Linked DNA regions of Mus musculus: region 2 is linked to region 1. A link is a contact called in public HiChIP or PLAC-seq data. All regions are on one chromosome and are shown on one strand. The core of a region is the stretch at or near the end of the contact, and the rest is flanking DNA. Distances in the headings are between cores, read along the strand shown. Region 1 has its middle 67 kb from the start of Pdp1. Region 2 has its middle 6.3 kb from the start of Gm35884.

What was found. HiChIP or PLAC-seq counts read pairs in DNA pulled down with a chosen protein or histone mark.
Region 2: a contact with region 1 is called in a BATF HiChIP or PLAC-seq map of CD8 T cells, with 10 read pairs. The contact joins two enhancer-like sites. A contact is called at or near these places in 15 of 39 promoter capture datasets (the 3T3-L1 cell line, the C10 cell line, HPC-7-derived erythroid cells and 10 more), 1 of 15 datasets of contacts at CTCF or cohesin (CD8 T cells), 10 of 484 Hi-C or Micro-C datasets (3T3-L1-derived adipocytes, B cells, CD8 T cells and 7 more), 2 of 115 datasets of contacts at active chromatin or transcription factors (CD8 T cells and heart atrium) and 1 of 9 other capture datasets (embryonic stem cells).

The regions. Positions count from the first base shown.
Region 1 is chr4:11,896,500-11,902,520 of GRCm38.p6, forward strand. No RefSeq gene overlaps it. Among named protein-coding and RNA genes, the nearest start is that of Pdp1, 67 kb to the right of the region's middle. Within about 2 kb of position 3,687, at least 96 of the 459 cell types and tissues checked have an H3K27ac peak or open chromatin away from gene starts, as enhancers often do. A contact at or near this core is called in CD8 T cells and effector CD8 T cells, where this site is marked.
Region 2 is chr4:11,679,465-11,685,485 of GRCm38.p6, forward strand. No RefSeq gene overlaps it. Among named protein-coding and RNA genes, the nearest start is that of Gm35884, 6.3 kb to the left of the region's middle. Within about 2 kb of position 3,262, at least 33 of the 459 cell types and tissues checked have an H3K27ac peak or open chromatin away from gene starts, as enhancers often do. A contact at or near this core is called in CD8 T cells and effector CD8 T cells, where this site is marked.

The sequences.
Region 1 (6,021 bases), core at 2,437-4,936:
CCTAAGAACCATCAAAGGCCTTTGTGGAAAGCACAGACCCTCTATCCCTTCTTCCCACTTCCCCTCCATTCTGACCCAGAAAGGGCTGGAGTTAGGGCCAGGAATGGATGTTTACAAAAGGTCCCTACGTCATCCAGTGCTGCCAGCTCAGGCACTAGTTTGGAGGCTATCCAAAGCTTGGAGGCCGGTCAACTGCCCTTGACCTATCTTCAGTCTGTTCCTTAGCTGGACAAACACTAACCTTGACCTTGTATCAGTAATAGTCCGGGCAGGAAGCATATGCAAACCAGAATGCCAGCTTAGTAATTACAAGAAAGAAATTTGTTCTCAGAGACCAAAATGTCATGTCTGCCATGCAGAACACCCGAGCAAGGAAAGTTTTCATCAGACAGTTTTTTGCCTGCTGTTGATTTGAGAAAGCATATCCAAAGGCATTTTGATTCAGGCTCCAGGGAAGCATAGCAAATGATCCTGGGACTGGAAGTCCTAGACTAGATCTCTTCAACCTTGTCCCCAAATGGAGAAACACTATCAAATTCTTGCCCCTGGTATTTTTTTTAAATTTTTCTAGATGACAACCACTGGTTTCCTCCTTAATGCTATCCTCACTCACGCATCTGTGAACACTCTTAATGTATTCACATCTGTCTTAGTTAGGGTTTTACTACTGTGAACAGACACCATGACCAAGGCAAGTCTTATAAAGGACAACATACATTTGGGGCTGACTTACAGGTTCAGGAGTTCAGTCCATTATCATCAAGGTGGGAGCATGGCAGCATCTAGGCAGGCATGGTGCAGGCAGACATGAGAGTTCTACATTTTCATCTGAAGGATCCTAGTTGAAGACTGACTTCCAGGCAGATAGGATGAGGGTCTTAAGCCCACACCCACAGTGACACACCTACTCCAACAAGGCCATACCTCCCAATAGTGCCATTCCCTGGCCCAAGTATACACAAACCATCTCAACATTCACTCCAGTTTCCTGGGTACTCCTTAGATCAGCAGTTCTTAGCCTGTAGGTCCTGATCCCTTTGTGGGTCAAACAACCCTTTCACAGGGGTTGCCTAATACCATCAGAAACTACAAATATTTACATTATGATAATAGTGTGGAAACAGTAGCAAAATTACAGTTATGAAGTAGCTACAACAGTAATTTAATGGCTGGGGAAACCACAGCATGAAGAACTGTATTAAAGGGTCACAACTTTAGGAAGGTTGAGAACCACTGCCTCAGATGGTTAAATGTTTTCTCTATCATTTTTCTCTGGTTTGATTCTCTTCCAAGAGGAGCGTAGGCCCAGGGATGGCTGAGAGGAATATGTAGCGACTATAACTTAAATAGTAAAAAGACTCAAGAAATGTGAATGATTTAAGAAATTAGACTGGAGCAAAGAAGTGGAACGTGATTTAGGCTTAGAAAGAGACTGTGGTGACTGTCCTAGTCAGGGTGACTGTTGCTGTGGTTAAACACCATGACCAAAAGCAAGTTGGAGACAAAAGGGATTTTTTTTTGGTTTACACTTCTACAATGTAGTCTAGTCAAAGGAAATCAGGACAGAAACTCATACAGGGCAGGAACTTGGAGGCAGGAGCTGTGGCAGAAGTCATGGAAGGTTGCTGCTCACTGGCTTACTTTGAAGTGCTTGCTCTGCCTGCTCTCTTACAGAACCCAGGACCACCAGCCCAGCACTGGCCCCACCCACAATGGTCTGGGCACCTCCCACATTGTACTAGTCAGGTTTCTCTAGAGTGATAGAATTTATAGAATGGATATCTGTCTATCTGTCTATCTATCTATCTATCTATCTATCTATCTATCTATCCACACACACACACACACAGGACAACTTACACGTTGCATTGTTGGATTAGTTCAGCTAATGCCACAATGGCTGGCTGAGAATGGAAAGTACAAGGATCCAGTAGTTGCTCAGTTCACAAGGCTGGATGTTGTCTCAGCTGGTTTTCTGTATGTGCTGAAACCCAGAGAAATAGGCTCTAATGCCACTGAAGGAATGGACTTGATAGCAAGGCGAGAGCAAGCAGGCAAAGAACAAAAACTTCCCTTTTCCATGTCCTTATTTAGGCTTCCTGTAGAAGGCATGTGTACATTAGATCAGGATTAAATATCTGGATTAAAGATATGTCTTCCTGCCTCAAAATCTGGATTAAAGGTATTTCTTTCTACCGCAAAGACCCAGATATCTCCCTACTTCAAATTAAGCAAAACTTCCTCACTCCTATTCCCTCTATTTTTGCCTTTTAGTTCCAAACGTAGTCAAGTCGACAACCAAAAATAGTCATCACAGGCATCAGTCACTAATTAAGAAACTGCCCTACAGGCTTTGCCTTAAGCCATATCTATGGAAACTGCCCTACAGGCTTGCCTTAAGACACATCTATGGAAGCTTTCCTCACCTGAGGTTCCCTTCTCTCAGAAGACTCTATCTGTGTCAAGGTGACATAAAACTAACCAACACAATTGACTCTTGGTTGGCTCCACACACAAATACATCACTCTTTCCAGTTCATTCCCAAGATCACACATTAATATTATCATCCCACTATAAAAATCCCAAATCTTAAAATTCTTTAACAATTTAAACACTGAAAAAAAAATCAGCCTCTTTAAAATATTATCTCTTTTAAAATGTAACGTCTCTTAAAAATTCAAAAAAAAAATCTCTTTAAAAGTTCAAAATCTTTCAACTGTGAGATTCTATAAGATCAAAAATAAATGAAGCATTTTACTTCTCTCTGAAAGTTCACAAGCCAGACCTCCATCATCTGTACTGCTCTAAACATTCTTATCTTCAAGCTTCCATAGAATAGCCCACTGAGCCATCAACGCTCAATGACTTTCTAGGCCAAACTTCTGAAGTCCTTCTACAATCCTCTCAATAAAAACAGGATCAGGTCTGTCCCAGCAATACCCCATTATCCTGGTAACTATTGCTGTGATTAAACACAATGACTTAAAGAAAGCTGGGGAGAAGATGGTTTATTTAGCTTATATTTCCTTGTGGTAGCCCATCATCAAAGGAAGTCAGAACAGGAACTCAAACAGGGCAGGATCCTGGAGGCAGGAACTGATGCAGAGGCCATGGAGGGCTGCTGCTTACTAGCTTGTTCATCATGCTTGCTCAGCCTACTTTCTTACAGAACCCGGGACCACCAGCCAAGGGTGGCCCTACTTAAATCCATCACTAAGAAATTATCTTATAGGCTTGCCTATAGCCTAAACTTACGGAAGGATTTCCTCAACTGAAGTTCTTTTCTCTCAAATGATTTTAGCCTGCATCAAGCTGTCATAATATTAGCCAAGCAAGGCCTTGCATATTCATCATATTAACAGGCCCTGCCTAACTATAGGAATTAGTATGTGGTTTTGTAAGCTTTTGTTACAAATAGTTATTAGGCAAACTAGTCATCTAGATAATTTAAAAACTCCTCTGGTACTAAATATGAGGAGTGCTAGATAAACTAAGACAGGTATTTATACAGTTATTCTTTTTAATGACATACTTTTTTTTTAGACAAAGAGATGAGCTCAGAAAACCCACAGGCGGTAACAATAACGGGAGAAATAAAAACCAGTGAGACTGAAATGAGCTGGAGATGCCACAGGAAGGGGCGTGCCTGCAGAGCCCCGCCTGCAGAGCCCCGCCTGCAGAGCCCTGCCTGCCTGGAAACAGCAGATAAGTCAGGCCCTGGAGGCAGGAAATCAGAACTGAAACGCAACGTTTCAGGCAGAGGATGCAGTGCAGAATTCAAAACAAATGAACAAAAAACTTCATCTTCAGAGGCACGTTAAAGATATTCCCAACACCCTCTGGTGTATAAATTCTTGACTGTGGCATCCTGCAAATTTTCCGTAGGTGTCAAAGCACAAGATGTGGTGTTTGCGGCTGCCAGCTGAGCAAATGCAACACTTCCCTTGCAGAATGCCATTGCCACCTCCCCAGGTAGGCTCTGCAGGGTTTCTAAGATTACACTCCAACAAAGGCAGATTGATACTGGAAAATAACAAAGCACAGGAGGGAGTCATCAAAGGAAGGAGAATCAACAACAGGCACAGAGGGCATATTCAGAGCTTTAAATGCTATAATTAATAAAGGTGAATTAATTTTTTAAGAAAGGCTTTTAAGTGGGACTTAAGGGGGAGAGTGGGAGAGTTTCTGAAGAATTGATAGGGCTGAGTTTGGGAATGGAATGTAGTAGAACTTTTAGAAATCAAAACTAAGCACAAGCTGAAAGTCTCTAGCCGAAAAAAATACCTGCATACCACATATCTCACAGGCCACTTGTATCCAAAATATATAAAGAGTTTCCTAAATCCAACAGCAAGAAAACAGCCTGGTTAGGAAATAGTAGAAAGATATCAAAGGAACACTTGAGGAGAACCAGTATCTCTGGTTCTTAGAGAAATACAGCTCAAACCCATGTGAGAAACAATCAGATGCCTGAGAGAATGGTTAACATGCAAAATAAAATCCTCTGACAACGCTAAATGCTGACAAGGATGCAGAGACACTAGATCTCTAGGATAATGCAGGTGACAGTGTAAAATGGTACAGCCATCCTATAAATCAGCTGTGGGTCTAGAAAATTAAAAGACACAATGACGATCACCTTTTCCATACAGAAATGTCGCCTCGCTGTTTGTGCGGCTCTGTGCAACCTCACAAATCCCAGACATATCACAGCTGTCCATCAATGGGAGGACAAAACAACCTCTAGTTATACAAGCAACACTACTTAGAGATGAAATCAGGTAAGCTGAGATGCACGTGGCTCAGACTGAGCTTTAAATCACAGTGCTAAGGGAAAGGATCAGTCTCCGAGGGCCACAGGTGCTGTGCATTGTTGTTTTGTTTTGTTTTGTTTTTAATGTTCATCTCTCAAAGCTGCAGCCAGTTAGAGAAAGATGGGAGATAAGTAGTTACTAGGAGAGAAGAGAAGGGAGGGCAATTACAGCTGCATGAAGAGGCAGTGAGGGGCAGCATGGAGGAGTTCTTTTGTAGTGGTGGGCCAACTCTGTATGATACTTATGGTGGTCGTTATATGAACCTATAGTTTTAATATATGCCATCACAACTATATACAAAGAGACTGATGATATGAATGTATTCAAACCCTTTGAAATCTGTACCATATCAGCACGGTACCAATCAATATCTTTATCCAACACTGCATTATTATAGGGTCACTATAGGGTCACATTGGGGAAGCTGGAATATGAATATGTGGAAACTTTCTCTACTTTACTATGGTTCTATAATACTTGAAAACAAATGCTACTTCAGAATTTAAACATACACATATATGGTTTTGTATCGATGAAATTCAATGGATAGTTTGAAAGCCAATAAACCAGAGAAGAGAGAGGCTGGCAAGAGGGCTTAGTGGACAAACGCACTTGTTACATAAACCCAGTAACCTGATTTGGTGCCCAGTGTTCCTCTGACCTCCACACACGTGCTGTGGCACACACAGGCAGCGAACCCACATACAATAATAATAACTTTAGAAGATGAAAACAGAATTCATGAACTGAGAGATTAGTGAAAAAAGTATCTAAATTTAAATAAAATTTAAATTTAAGTTATATCAGGAAAATAAATAAATGTGAATATAAGCATTAGAGGAAGAGAGGAGAAATTGAGAAGGCCAATGTCAATCTAATGTGCTGTGTGTAACAGCAATATCATTGCTGTTGCAGAGATCCCAGGTTGGCCTCAAACTCGTTACATAGCTGGGGGTGACCTTGAACTTCTGGTCATTCTGTCTCTACTTCCCAGACGCTTGGGTTATAGGTGTGTGCTACCACACTCTGTTCATGTAGTGCTGGAGATTGAGCCCAAGGCTTTGTGCTTGTCAGGGAAGCACTATACTAACATATTCAGTCTCCGTGATGAAGCTTTATAAAAGAATAATTAGAAAAAATAAAGGAAAGGGAGTATTTCAACAATGGCTGAGAAACTTATTTGTTGGAAGATGTAACCCTAAAAAT
Region 2 (6,021 bases), core at 2,012-4,511, 220 kb before region 1:
TTTTTGTAGGTTGTCATATTTGTTAGCATGTAGTTAATAATAGCCTGTAATAATCTTTTGTATTTTTGTCATGACAACTGCTAGTCACTCTTCTCATCTCTAATTTTATTTGAGTCGTTGCTCTTTTTAGTTTGACTATGGGTTTGCCATTGTTGTTTGACTTTGTTGGTGTTTGTATCAGTTTTTCAATCTATTCCGTGTATTTCTGTTCTAATAATAATTATTCCTAGCTTTATTTGGATTAAGTCAAAACCAAGTCAGGTTTTAGTTTTTGTTCCCCAGTTTCTTGCTATGTAGCAGTAGGTGATTTATTTAGAAGCCTTTTTTTCTCTGTAGGTATTGCTTGCTATAAATTTCCCTCAATTACTTCTTTTTCTGTGTGTTGAAGATTTTTATATTTATGTCTCTACTTTCATTGTTTTAAGAGTTTTGTTTTTTAATTTTACATTTTTGAGAATTTCATATACTAGTAGTATATTTACAACACTTCCTCCTTCCTCTCTTCCTTCCAAGTCCTCCCATATCCCAACCCCCAAATTCATGGCCTCTTTTCCTTAATTATTATGTATACACACAGATTACTGAGTCCATTTGGTATTGCCTGCAAATATATGTACACACACACACACACACACGCACATACACGCGCGCGCGTGCGCACACACACACACACGCACACGCATGTGTGCGTGTACATGCTATGGATTGCTCAGAGGTCACAGGTCACAGGTCAGAGGAGATCTTAGGAGAGTCAATTCTTCTACAGTGTGGGTTCTGAATATTGAATTCAGGTTTTTAGGCTTAATGATAATTAGTTTAACTTTCTGAACCATATTAATGGCCCCAAATTTTTTCAATCACCTTTGGCTTTCTTTTTTGATCTATTGGTGTTAATGAGTAAGTTGCTCAATTTCCATGTATTTATGTAGTTTATAAAGCTTTTTTTTGGTAATTGATTTCTAGTTTTATAGCATTATGCTTATAAAAGATAACATAATTTCCGTTTTCCTTCTAGTACCTTCAGTAGGCCTGGATTTGTAAATAGATACTGTTTGAATTTGACATTGTTATGGAATATCTTGTTTTGTCTATATTAGTTAAAAGTTCTGCTGGCTATAGTAGTCTGGGTTGGCCTCTGTAGTATCTTAGAGTATGCAAGACATCTGTATAGGCCCTTCTGGCTTATAGAGTCTCTGTTGAGAAGTCAGCTATAATTCTAATGTATCTGCCTTTATATAGTACTTGGTCTTTTTCCTTTACAGCTTTTAATATTCTTTCTTTGTTCTGTATGTTATTAGTGTTTTGATTATTATGTGGCTGGGGACTTTCTTTTCTGGTTCAATCTACTTGGTGTTCTGTAAGCTTCTTGTATCTTTATAGGCCTCTCCTTCTTTAGTTTAGGAAAAGTTTTCTCTGCAATTTTATTAAATATATTTTCCTGGTTTCTGAGCGAGGATCTTTTCCTTCTTCCATTTGTATTATCCTTAGATTTGGTCTTTTCATAATCTCAGACTTCCTAGATGTTTTGTGTCAGAAACTTTTTAGATTTAACATCTTCTTTGACCGTGTGTATCAATTTCTTCTATTGTATCTTCTATGACTGTGATTCTCTCTTCCACCTCTTGTATTTTGTTGGTGACGCTTAAGTGTGTAGCTTCTGTTCACTTACCTAGATTTTCCATCTCCAGGATTCCCTCAGTTTGTGTTTTCTTTATTGTTTCTATTTCCATTTTCAGGTCTTGAACAGTTTTATTCATTTTTTTCAAGTGTTTGTTTGTGTTTTCCAGGATTATTTTTTAAGGGATTTGTTCATTTCCTCCGTAAGAGCCTCATTCATCTTCATAAGATTGGGTTTAAGGTCATTTTCAGTTTCAGCTGTGTTGGAATCTCCCGTGCTTGCTGTAGTAGGGTAGCTGGGCTGTGGTGGTGCCCTATTGTCCTGGGCACTGCTGACTGTGTTCTTGCACTGGCTTTTAGTCGTTTGTGTTTGGAGTTGTCATGGGTTTATGTGCTGATTTCTGACTTTGTCTTTGTTGGGTGGATTTTTTTTGGATGTTTTCGCCCTGCTTTCTGTTTTCTCTCTGGTCTTCTGGCCTAAGTGGCCTGTAGTTCTGGCTAACTCTTCTGTTAACTTCAGGCCCAATAGTGTGTCTCCAGTGGGGTTTTGGTGGGCAGTATGACCTCTGGGGTTTTAGATACTTGTGTCGCCTCTGTGGTTCCAGGTCCATGGGGTTCCTGGGGTTTTCAGTACTGGCATTGTCTCAGGTAGAATGGGAGTCTTTTGCAGGGGTTGTTGGCCAGGATATGGAGCTCAGGGGAGGGGTGCCTGCTGGGAACTGCTAGATGAGTTAAAAGGACATACAGTTTTGGAGGCCAGTCATTCCACCTGTATATTTTTTTTCTTTAAAAAATCTACATGTATGTATGTATGTATGTATGTATGTTGTATATGTGTATTGGTGCACATGCTGTGGTTTGCTCCTCGGGCAGAAGGCAGCTCTCAGGAGTCTGTTCTCTTCTTCTCTGCCTCAGTCCCAGGGTTTGGCCTCAGGCCATTAGGCTTGGTATCAAGCACCTTTCCTACTGAGCCATCCCAATAGCCCAAGCAGTATATTTTCAAGTAGCCTGGTTTTGGCTCACTGCATCTTTCTTCTCTGTGATATTCCACTGTCAGGCTTTCAGTCTGTCCTGAGTAGTTTTTACTTTAAGGATTTCTATTTGATTTTTAAGAAAAGTTTCAGTCTCTCTGTTAACTTCTCTGTTGTGATATTAAGTCATATCTCTTCAGTTTTCCTGAAGTTTATTGAATTTTCTGAAAACTAAAGATAGCTATCTTAAGTTTGAAAGTCTCCCATAGAGTTGAAGTTTAGTGTCCTTATTTTGACAGGTAGGATCAAGTTTTCCTAAAAGTGCTTGACACTTGTTAGTGTGCAACATTGTTTCAGTATCAAAGAATTAGTGGGTTTTTGTTGTTGTTGTTTGTTGTTCTTTTATAACTTAACTCTTTTATGCCTGGCTCTCCAGGACTTCAAGCAGGCTCTTTGTTGAATCTGATCCTGTGGTTGTTTCTGTTTCAACATTAGATGGCAGTCTCAGGCCAGTTCTGCTTCAAGTCTGACTTCAGTGTTTCAGCATTAGAGGCTAACTTAAGCTCAGGCATATCCCAAGTCTTCAAAACAGAAGAACCTAGAACTGATCATTTGCTCTCACTAGCCTCGCCTTGGAATCAGCGCATGCCCAGAGAGCTCATCCATAGTCCGTGACCCGTGCTTAGCTGAAGAGTCAGCCTGGCTCTGGGAGACTCACACTGAAGGCACTGGCCATGGTTCCTGTGCCGTGGGTGTGGTCAGTAAGGCTGCAGAACTTCGCCACATCGTGAGCTCCTACTCCATGAAGACCCATATAGTGCTGGCTTTCTTGAGCGGCTTCCCCTTCTGCTGACAGAGATTATTAGAAGGGTGTTTGAAAAAGTTAGCTGCCCCGCTATCACAGGGTTTGTGAGACTCTTTCTGGCACGTTGAAGCCCTGGATGTAATTTCTGCCTTAAGTACTGAGGAAGTATCACCATGCTGGGTTGCTTAGTTAGGGGTTAAGAGGCAACTCTTCCCTTCTGTCTCCCTACCCTTTACCTCTTTGTAAATTATACCACAACCAGGCACTGTAGTCTCTCACCGGACTTCCTTAGCATTTGTGAAGGTAGTTTGGGGTGTTATTCACACTGTTCAAACGGGCTCTTCTCTGGGAGAGGTGATCATTGGAGGCTCTTACTCAACCACCATCTTACCCCTCCCATCATTTCCTGTATTATCTTGCTTTATAATAAGAATGGGCCACCAATAAAAGTGCTTACAATGTTATGAGTCAGGTAAGTTTAATTTATGCATCACACCAACCTGCAGTTGGAAGGAATTGTAGTCATATGTCCAAAATGGAATGACAGAAAGAAAATGTCCTTGTCGTGATAGCCAGCTTCTCCTTTCTCATATGCTCAACAATTGCTTGAAAACATTATATTTTAGGTTGGTACTTCTTCTAAATTCTTTCTCTGTAAAGGGTTTGTTTGTCCTTTTTTTCCCCTTTGTGGACAAAAGAAGCATATAAATTCATATTATATAGAACACCCAGTGGCTTACTCTGACTACTAATGTGAATTTACTTCTGAAAGACCCATTCTCAGAACTCTCTGATTTATTGTTTTAATTCTGACTTGTTACCTCCTGAGCATCGAGGAGACTATCATCCCAGGTTTAAATAAATGAGCTTACTGGGCCACCTCCCTGTTTTCCTCTATCCCTGGAGGATTTTCTCCTGCGTAACCAGTGGCTTTTACAGGAAGTGCGTTCTGAAGTGGCTGAGTGGCTGCAGGGGAGGCTCCTGCTGTTCTCATGCGTGACCTCATGTCATTCTTCTCATGTAGTATTTCACTGAGAGTTGGGCCAGGTACTGAATAGTGTGTTCAAAACAATGTTTCCCCTAACGGGGAGTCAATGCCAGCCCCCATTGCTGCGGATGCAGTGACACCAAGCTAATTCTCACGCTTCCTACCCGACCTCCACTGTCTCAGGACAAACAGACCATAAATTTTACAATGATGCGACCTTGTATGATACAGAAGACGAAATTTTTCTGGACCATTTTTTTTTTTTTTTGAGCTCTTGGAACCATGCTCCACTATGTTCATAGCCGTCTTATTTATAATAGTAAGAAGCTGGAAAGAACCTTGTATTTCCTTCTCTTTTGGAAATTGATTTTATTATTTACCAACAGTTTTTAACCCCTCCGTGATGGTTTGTGTACGCTTAGCTAAGAGAGTTACACTCTTAGAAGGTGTGACCCTGTGGGGTAGGTGTGTCACTGTGGGTGTGGGTTTAACACCCTCCTCCTGGCTTCCTGGAAGTCAGTCTTCTATTAGCAGCCTTCAGATGAAGATGTAGAACTCTCAGCTCCTCCTGCACCATGCCTGCCTAGATGCTGTCCTGCTCTCACCTTGATGATACTGGACTCAAATCTCTGAACCTGTAATCTGGCCCCAACTAAATATTGTTTTTGTAAGAGTTGCCTTGGACAGATTGGGAGAAGGTCTTTACCAATTCTAAATCTGATAGGGAGCTAATATCGAATATATATAAAGAACTCAAGAAGTTGGACTCCAGAAACCAAATAACCCTATTTAAAAATGGGGTACAGAGCTAAACAAAGAATTCTCAATTGAGGAATATCGAATGGCTGAGGCACACACATCTAAAAAATGTTCAACATCCTTAATCATCAGGGAAATGCAAATCAAAACAACCCTGAGATTCTACCTCACACCAGTCAGAATGGCTAAGGTAAAAAACTCAGATGACAGCAGTTGTTGTCGAGGATGTGGAGAAAGAGGAACACTCCTCCATTGTTGGTGGGATTGCAAGCTGGTACAACCACTCTGGAAATCAGTTTGGCGGTTCCTCAGAAAATAGGACATAGTACTACTGGATGATCCAAGAATATCCTCTCGTGAGCATATACCCAGAAGATGTTCCAACTGGTAATAAGGACACATGCTCCACTATGTTCATAGCATCCTTATTTATAATAGCCAGAAGCTGGAAAAAACCCAGATGTCCCTCAACAGAGGAATGGATACAGAAGATGTGATATATTTACACTGTGGATTACTACTCAGCAATAAAAAAACAATGAATTTATAAAATTCTTAGACAAATGGATGGATCTGGAGGATATCATCCTGAGTAAGGTAACTCAATAACAAAAGAACACACATGATATGCACTCACTGATAAGTGGATATTAGCCCAGAAGCTCAGAATACCCAAGATACAATTTGCAAAACACATGAAACTCAAGAAGGAAGACCAAAGTGTGGATACTTCGATCCTTCTTAGAAGGGGGAACAAAATACCCATGGAAGGAATTACAGAGACAAAGTTCGGAGCAGAGACTGAAGGAATGACCATCCAGAAACTGCCCCACCTGGAGATCCATCCCATAAAAAAACCCACCAAACCCAGACATTATTGC